Regions from separate parts of the Gossypium hirsutum genome. Here region 2 is linked to region 1. Evidence: chromatin contacts called from public Hi-C data. All regions are on one chromosome and are shown on one strand. The core of a region is the stretch at or near the end of the contact, and the rest is flanking DNA. Distances in the headings are between cores, read along the strand shown. Region 1 holds the start of LOC107898672. Region 2 holds the start of LOC107959188 (IMPACT family member in pol 5'region).

Evidence for each region. A called contact is a pair of places that touch in the nucleus more often than the background predicts.
Region 2: a contact with region 1 is called in a Hi-C map of leaf, with 6 times the contacts expected there. The contact joins the promoter of LOC107959188 here to the promoter of LOC107898672 in region 1. A contact is called at or near these places in 20 of 34 Hi-C or Micro-C datasets (anther, callus, fibers and 4 more).

Annotation. Positions count from the first base shown.
Region 1 is chrA11:55,074,374-55,079,281 of Gossypium_hirsutum_v2.1, reverse strand. It overlaps LOC107898672, which reads right to left and starts at 3,544. Exons shown (of 23, transcript XM_041081984.1): 1 at 3,399-3,544; 2 at 2,760-2,842; 3 at 2,052-2,561; 4 at 1,421-1,518; 5 at 1,256-1,327; 6 at 1,023-1,160; 7 at 76-194. The coding sequence starts at 2,807.
Region 2 is chrA11:55,338,869-55,343,523 of Gossypium_hirsutum_v2.1, reverse strand. It overlaps LOC107959188 (IMPACT family member in pol 5'region), which reads right to left and starts at 2,079. Exons shown (of 6, transcript XR_005905207.1): 1 at 1,717-2,079; 2 at 1,524-1,639; 3 at 1,337-1,442; 4 at 1,188-1,241; 5 at 1-192.

The DNA.
Region 1 (4,908 bases), core at 2,295-4,794:
AAGATATATTTGTAGGCTTAAACACAAAATATTATTACAATTTGGTGAACTTTTTTCCCGGAAACAGGACAGTACCTTGAACTTTCATTTTGCCAATGAACCTCTTTGATTTAGGAGCAGCTGCTTCACTAACTAACTCAGAAGATTGTTTTGCCAATAGCTCTTCTTCTGGCTGCAATAGTACCTGCTGTAGACTAGAAAATTAAATGCGGTAGTCAGAGATAGGTAACTCAAAACATAAAGGGAAGAACTAACAAGCCCGGAATATATTAACAATAAGAAAGCATCATGTAAATGGACTGCATATCCAAATATAAACAAGAAAGCTTGAATCTTACATGCACGGATGCACAAAGGCAGGCAGGCATGAACAATGCAATCATTGCAAGCAAAAGCCAGGAACACTGGGTGTTTATTCTAAGTGAGCTGGTTAAAATGCAATGAATCTCATTGCAAGTATTTAGTATGTTCTAAAATGGTTCTTTATTAAGTGAAATTAAGAATTCAACGCAGGCCATAGCATCAACTACTATATATTTCATAACCAACCGTAACTTATAATCTGTTCGTTAGGGTGGACCAGAAATATTTTCAAAGAACCAAATCGCCTCAATGATTCTTTGATAAAAATGAGAAATAACTAACCCTAATGCAAAGTTTTCCGGTGATGGTAACTATCATGGAAGGCAAGGAACTAACCAAAGCAACAGTATCACATGGTCAATATGTCTAAAGTTCGACATCCATCCATGCTTATTTCTGACCCCATATTGCCAAATATGGGTAATATTTCATCCATGCTTATTTCTGACCCCATATTGCCAAATATGGGTAATATTTCATACTTCTATCAGCATATCAAGTTATAGGGATTTCAATATTAGAGAGGCTTCATTCAACCAATCTTAAGTTGGATTTCAGAGTTAAACTAGTATTTTGATCACATATTGACCATAAACTGGCAGGGCATTAACCGCAAAAACATGATACAAAACAAACAAAAAGGGAATACATTGACTCACCCAAATGCTTTCCGCAACTCTGCACATTCTTGATTCAAGAAGTAGGGAGCCTCTTCTGTGCAACCTTTGGCCCATGAATTTAAGCATAAACGTACACAAGCATCATAAGACAGCACTGCACACCATGGACCAAGCCCACTGAAACATTTTAATCAATGCAGTCAGTTGTCTAAACTTATGAAGGCAAAATGCTAAACCAAAGAAACCCATGCCTAGCTTAGCTATTAACTAACCTTGCATGAAATATAGGGCGACGTGTGGGCATATTATTAGTGGATTCGTTGGTTCCTCCATGTTCCACAGTCCTGTAATACATAATTGTTCAATTGAAGTGCACTGCAGACATTTTTCTCGGAAAACATCAAGGGAACTATGCATAGAGATGCAGAAACACAAACCTCACTGATTGGTCGAGAATCTCATCCCCGCTGTTATCTTGAATAATGGTATCATAGTGAAAAGGCTTCACCTTTTGCATTCCTCCAGTATGAAAAACCTACATGGATGTAGATAGCTGAGTACTACACAGAGTATAATGTTTTAGACTAACAATAAATTTAAGTTGACCATCAAAGCGGTCTTCACATTTCAATCTTATAATTTCATATTACAATCAAGTTAAAGAATACCCCCAAATGAAGCCATTTCAACATCTCCAGTCCCATTCCCATAACCGGTCAAACCATTAGAAAGTTAAAAAGGAAACATTTTAGGATGTGAAACCCTGGTAGCTCACCAATTGACAATGGAGATATCACCCAATGTACTTTGCACATAAAAAAAGGTACCATCTTAAATTTGTATAAGCATGACCAAAAAGTGTTGCCAAGTGCCCAGGTTTCTACTTTAATGCTTAAGGGGGCACAATCAAAGCAACTTAATAAAATAATAACAAATTACCAAAGGAAATAACATTAAAGGAGAAAGTGCTTGAGTAAAAGCAAAATTCTTAGCGAGGTAAGTAAAGGTTTTGTATCCAGAAGTTCACTTAAAGATGCAAAACTATTTAGATACTATTTCAATGCCTACCCTAGAAGTAACTGTAGAAGAATAACTATCTGAATTATATGCTTCCCCAGGAGGTGCACCACCATTGTTGCTTCTATACTGCATATACGAAACTTCAGTGCTACAGGCAGAATCTGAAAATTGCTTATCTACAGTGTCCGCCTTCCCACCACAGACCTGAGCTGGTCTCTGAGCACCATTTCCTAGTTTCAGCTGAGGTCCATAATGACCATGAGCCTCTGATTTCTGCATCGAAGCAGCTGCAACATTATGCACCTTATCATCTTGTGGAGATGAAATGAACGAGTACTGCCCGTCATGGGCATGCTCTTCAGAATCAGATGAGATGTCCATGTCTGATTCTGAACCATCATCATTGCCACTAACAGGTATTATATTCTGGGATAAATGTCCATTACGAAATTTTGCAGAAGGAGGTAATCCAGCATTTCTTAAACTGGTAATAGGGTCAAGTGCTTGTTTTACTGCCATGGTCACACCGAAAAAATCTCTGTTCTTGGCAGCACCTCCCTAATACAAGTTTAAAACAATAAGATCAGACTCGACCAACACCTCAGACTACACTATATACGTAAAAACTACTTCAAACATTACCTTCACGAATCAATGAAATATCTATATATTTAAATAAACAAATGTTTGCAGCAAATACCTATACAAATGCATAAATGTATGAAATTATAGGGATAAACAACTGAAATGACTCACCGCACGAACCCATCTGAACGCATCCTTGTCAAGGCCTTGGGTGAACATTGTAAAGTTCTTCCACTTGACCTAAAATCCAACCCCTAAGAGAGAGTTTAACACCCAAATTAACACAAGCAAAAGAGCAACACTAGCAAACTAAATAATTAATAAAAGAAACTGGGGAATTCTGATCATGTTTCTTTCCTTGTCTGTCTTTCTAATCAAGCAGTGTGAAAAAAAAATAAAGTCCAAAACTTTACCAAAAAAAGTCAAAATATAGCAAAACCAAATCATTAATATGATCGATTGTTTTCTAGATGAATGGAAAAGAAAATCTATATGAAAAAGATGGAAAAGTACAAGTTTCCAGCACCGACATTCTTTTATTTTATTATTTTCCTTAAAAGGATTCCGAGAAACCAAACAGAGAAAATAAAGATGATGAGAATTCAATTCAACTTCACATGCCAAGCACTGATCAGAGTAGTAACAAAGAAACCAATTACTGAAATCTCATTAGCTTCAATGATCAAACCAGCAAAAGGATATCACTAAAACTCAATAAAATCCCTCCGCCGCCCAAAGGGGAAGAAAAAAACCTTGACTTTTGATCAAGTTTAGTAATGAAGAGAAAGTAGAGATGGAAAAACTACTCACACAAAGTGATTGTGAAAAGAGAGTGAGAATTGGAGTGACAGTGAGAGTAAAACACAAAATGGGTCTAGTTCAACAGTTCAAGCAAAATTCTTCTTAGCTTTATAAAAAATCATTTATTATATTTTTCCTTTTATGTCATCAATTAATAAGAAGAATAAATGGTTGAAGATGGAAGCGAAATTTAGGAGAGAATAAACGAACATTAAGACGGAAACATAGAACTAACGGAGAGTCGTAAAGTTAACGGGAAGCTGACGTGGCAAGTGAACGCGCGCCTCTTTATAACGGCTGGATATATTTTAATAGTTTCTTTTTCGAGCTTGGTTTGGTTGCACACAGAGGCCAAGATGGGTTACTTTAGGGCAGAGGGGACCCACGCGCATCTCAAATGGTGCTTTCAGTCCAAACTGCGGGTGTGCTGTAAATCCCCCCTGCCCAGCTATTATTTATTCCCCCACCCCACCCTGATTTTCCGCGCTTATTTAAGACTTAATCACGAAGGTATATAAATAAAGGGTAAACTTCTTAGAAACCTAAAACTTTCATTTTGATCACTCAAAGTATTAAAACTCCAAAGGTGGTTTAATGTACACATTATATCATGTTTACATTTCTATTTTAGTGAAAAAGTAATAAAAACTAAAATAATACATAAAAACTGTCAAATTATATTTGTTTATCGATTGCTGAAATTCTAAATTTTATTTTAATATTGAAATTTTAAGTTTCAAAATATCAAAAGAAATTGAATAAATTATTGATTTTTTTTGTTCATAGAAGAATGTCAACCAATTTGGTATTATAATATTAAAATTAATTAATTTAATCTTCTTTTAAATTTTAAAATTTTATTTTTTAAATTTTTAAATTTTATTTTTTGTTCTAAATTATTCTTAATGAAATAATTCATATTTAATAATTGTCTACAAAACTTAAAAAAAATTTGATTATATAGTCTCGAATCTTTCATACTAAGCTAAAAGTAAAGGAACAAATATTTGCAATTAATTAAATTAATTGTTTCTTCTTCATGTGAGTAAAGAAGTGATGAAGAAAGTATGAGTTTTATTTGGAATGGAAGATAAAATTTATTAATTTAATTAATTATAAGGATTTTTCTTTATTTTTAGCTTAGTATGAAAGATTCAATATCATATAATCAAAATAAAATTGGGTTTCACATACAACTATTAAAGTCAATAATTTTCATTGATGTTTTTTTAACATAATTTCAAAACATCAAAATAAATTAAATAAAATTGTTAAATTTTTTATCAATTGATAATGTCAACCGATTTACTACTATAATTTTGAATCTTAATATTTAAAAATTTATATTTCAAAAACCAAATTTAGCATTTTCGATAATAGGATAAACAAGTACAATTTGACAATTTTTGTGTATTATTTTAGTTCCTACCGCTTTTCACTTTAATCCTTATTTTTTTTATTCCAATCAATAATTAAAAATATACTTTTTGGGGTCATTAAAATGAAAATAATCTAAAAT
Region 2 (4,655 bases), core at 830-3,329, 270 kb before region 1:
GATCTATCTTTACGGTGAAGTGTGAAGTCAGTTTCAATGCTTATAAAATTCGAGTTCTCTACTACAGTTGGCTTTGATAGCCTCTTTTAGTTTCTCAGCTCGATCGAATTCAACCTTGAAGGAAACCATGGTGGTCCCATCTTTGCCTGTATCATAATCCTGTTTGATGTCCTCAGCTTTGAAAGATTGTAACTGCAGCAAAGAAGAACAAGATTACCATGTGATACATTTTGAAGGTCCCCTTTCTAGGGCAAAGACAACGAGAGTAACAAAATGTTAGAAGAATTTCAATAATGCAACTTACATACACCAAATTAATTAGTTATCACCTCTACATTCCTAAAAACCAAATATAAATATAAAGTCGAGAGCAAATAAAAAGAAAGCATAAAATGGGAGAGGAAATTATATAGCTTGTTTTGATCCCCAAAAGTTAAATAAATTTGTTAAATAAATAGTTTAAAATCATCTTATCCCTAATTAAGAGAAACCCTTCTTTTGAACCCACAGTTTAACTCGGTTTGTTCATGCAATTACCCTTAAGAGGTGGTATTCACATAATCTGGGATCCAAATCACAGCATCTGTAATCCTTAGTTTACAACCTACTTTGTAACATGCTGGTTCCAGAAAATGATTCATTCCAGGTCACAATATGACTCAGATGAACTGAAACTACCACTTACAAATAGACATGAATAAATTGACTTGTTACTAAAGGGACATGTCGCTAGAGAAACAAGCAAGCGGTATCCAAGGATGTTACAATCATTATTCATAAACATCCTAATGGTGATTATCAGATGAGAAACTACAACCACACACATTCCGATGGTGGAAAACGGATGAGAAACTAAATTATACAATCACACACATTCCAATCATGCTAATCGGATCAGAAACTAAATTACATAACCAACACATTCTGACGGCTATAAGCCAATAATCGGATGAGAAACCACATTAAGAGAAATTTATATAAAAGAAGCATAAAATTTTTCTACTTTTTATTTATAAACATTATATGCAAACAACAAACAGAACTAAACACTAACCATAAAATATCAAATTTTTTTTTTAACAAAACAAAACAGACCATAAGGCCTAACTTTCATTTATAGCTATCTGAATTACAAGTTCGTGAATCTCTCTAGAAGGACTAATTTGAACAGGGAAAAAATTGCTCACTTGATGGTATAGAACTCCCAAAAGATCAAAAGGAACTTCCACTCCCATTGGAACCTTCAAAATTCCAATTAAATATCAACATTTCCAAATATTAAAATCATAAAATTTAAAAATTAAAATTGTCATACATAGATTATTTCCATTCTTACTTTAGATTTTACAAGACAAGTTGGAGCATTTCTCAAGCATTCCGAGGCCACTCCACCATAAGCCCTAACAAGTCCTCCCGTTCCCAATTTAATTCCTCCAAAATACCTGAAATTTATTTGAAGATTCATGTTATTTGTCCCTTCAATTTTGATCATGGCAATATATGTCAAAAGTAAATAAATATACCTAATAACGACCACCATGATTCTGTCAAAACCTGAAGAAACAATTGCAGAATGAATCGGCTTCCCCGCCGTTCCAGAAGGTTCGCCGTCATCATTCGACCGATACTGATCCCCAACCTATTAAACTTTTGATAGGTCAATTATGAGGCAAGATGAATGAGATGATAGAAAAGCGTGGCGTCATATTAGATTACCTTGTAAGCCCAACAATTGTGAGTGGCACGCGGATCCTTGAATTGGTTGAGGAAAGAGTGAGCGGACTGCTCGTTAGAGATGGGACCAGCAATGGCGATGAATTTGCTCTTTTTTATTTCTTTTTCGAATGTTACTGTTTCTTTAATGGTGGTGAAGGCGCCTGCGTTGCTGGTGGTGCCGGAGCTGCTGGCTGTAGTGACCATTGGTTTTTTGGCGGTGGAGAGGGCGGAAATTGAGGCGGAGAGGCGGTGGTTGAGCTTGTGGCAGTAGCGATAGCCAGGTGTTATTGCAACTGGCATTTGCTTGTTTTGGGTTCCTTTCGTTTCAATAAAATCAGTGACAAACAAGCCTTTTTCCTACTCCGGCCGCCGTTTCAAACGGTAGTCCACTCGTATTAAACGACGACGTTATGCAACCATTTTACTATTTTTTATTAAAATTTAATCTTTATATTTTTATTTGTAAGATTTTAGTTTTCTATTTTCCAAATTTTAAAACTTAGATCTTACTCTTAACATTGTTAATATTATTTTTTAAATTCGAATTTATTACAACTTAATTTTTTTAAATTACATTACTATTAAGTTTTTTATTTTAAAATATTATACTAAAAAGTTTAATAAACAATTAATAACAATTAAATTTGAATATAATAAAAAATTAAAACAATTTTATCTAATTATTCTAGTGTTTATTTGTTGGGTTATTCACTCTTTAATATTTAACATACGTTTTTTATTATCATTTGTTGGTCATTGATCAAGTTAATCATTATCTAAATTTTAATCGGCATCATTAATATTATCAAGATATTATTTTTTCATGTACTTTTCGAAGTACATGGATCATCTCAATTCCATTAATGATTGAAGTTATGAAATAAGCAACATGTTAGTATCATACAACCTTTTTTTTAATGTTATATTAAGGTGATGTTAATATGAGAAATGTTTTTTTAGATCAACAAATTTCTTCTCAATCACATTTTCAAAGCCTTGAATATTTCAAATTAAAGAATTTGTAAGCTGTTCATGGTGCTACCACCAAGACACTAGAGAACACTCCATTGTTGTTGCATTGTGAACGACATGTCTTTTATCTAATCCTAATAAGGAGGCGACCATTATAACATTTATAAGGATTTTCAATTACATAGGATAGTATAGAATATACATATTTATATAAGATGAATTTTTAGATTTCTATGCAAATAAACAAGTGGGATGAGATATCTATAAATTTTACAGTTAGGGTTACGTTAGAATTTTCAAAAAGATCTTGACATCTATAAGTGACAAGATCACTTTAAATTTTCGAGATTTTCACCTCTTAGTTAAAAACATTGTTTAAAGATTAAATTAGGTAATAGTTTCTAAATACGCCTAGAAGACTTATATAGATGTAGATAATTATTTAAATTTTTGAGATTTTTCGTCTAAGATTTGGTTTTGTAGGGTTTTAAAAAAACTATGACACATATGAGTGTCAAAGTTGGTTTAAATGTTAAAATGCTACAAAAGCACATAAACAACAAAGGATAGGGTTTTAAAATTTTTACTGACTTCAACACCTAAGAATGTTAAGGTACCTGTAATCGTTCCTTAATCATTACCCTGTTTCCAATGTGGATGTAAGACATATAAGGGGCCTTAACACCTATAAGTATTGAATTACTTGTTAAGAAAAGAAAACCTATTCCAAAAAATAATTTGTTTGATATGCTTATTTTTTACATTATTTAAATATTTATTAATTTGATATTTAATAGTCATTAATACTTTTATTACGTTTTGTTTTTAAATTTTAACTTGTTTTGATATCTTGATGGGATATATAAAATTATCTGTTAAAAGATGTTGAAAATATTTGTTTGGTATACGAAAAGTTAACTTTATTAAATTTATAATCTATAATATATATATATATATATATAGTTAGAAACAATCCCAAATGGATCTCTTTAAACACCTGTCCAAACTTTATGTAGTGACATTGGGTTTGTTTTCAAGCAGATGAAAAATTACAAAATAAATTGAAGCAAATATTTTATAATTTTAGTTATGATAATAAATAATTAGAAATATGAGATTTTTAACTTTTGTTCAAAAAATTGGAAGAATAATAAATTACGAATAAGTACTTATAACAATTATTCAAACTATAAAAACTATTCATCTAAAAATAATGTAATTTTAAAAAAAACTAAAACAATTAATTAAAGTTTTAATTTTTTATAAGGAATAATATAATTTTTTTCCCATGAACTTGATAACTAGGTCCATTTTGGTACTTGTACTTTTTTTTATCCACTTTGGTACTTGAACTTGATAACTAAATTCATTTTAGTTCTTGAGCTTAAAAAATACAACAGTTTAAAGATGTGACACTTATTAAAGCCATAAAACTCTTATATAAACCTAGAACGTAAACCAAAATCTGTCATGTCAGATCATCAAGAACAAAACTAGATTGAAAGTGTACCTGAATCCATTGATATCATGAAATATTCAAGTCTTGTGGTTTTGATCTTTCAAACTAACACACAAGTATTTTAGAGAAGGTGACTCTTTTCTGAATATAGGATGCCAGAAAAGTTACATATGTGTAATTTGGATACCATAACCCTAATATATAACTTTTGCACATTAAATTTAATTTCTAATCAGCTCATCATCAATTAGAAATTAGTTACTAGAGTATCAACACATATTTGACTTATAATTTATTTAATAACAGAAGCCCAATAAATTTTAACCAAATTAGAACATCTTTAATTCGGGTTAACCTTTTATGATAGTAAATAATAATATGTAATTATCCTTATTATATACGTGATGTCCATATTTTTCCAACAATCTCCCACTTGGACCACATATATATATACTAATTACTCTACAATTATATGTCATTATAAAACTTTATAAGCTCAAAACTTTAC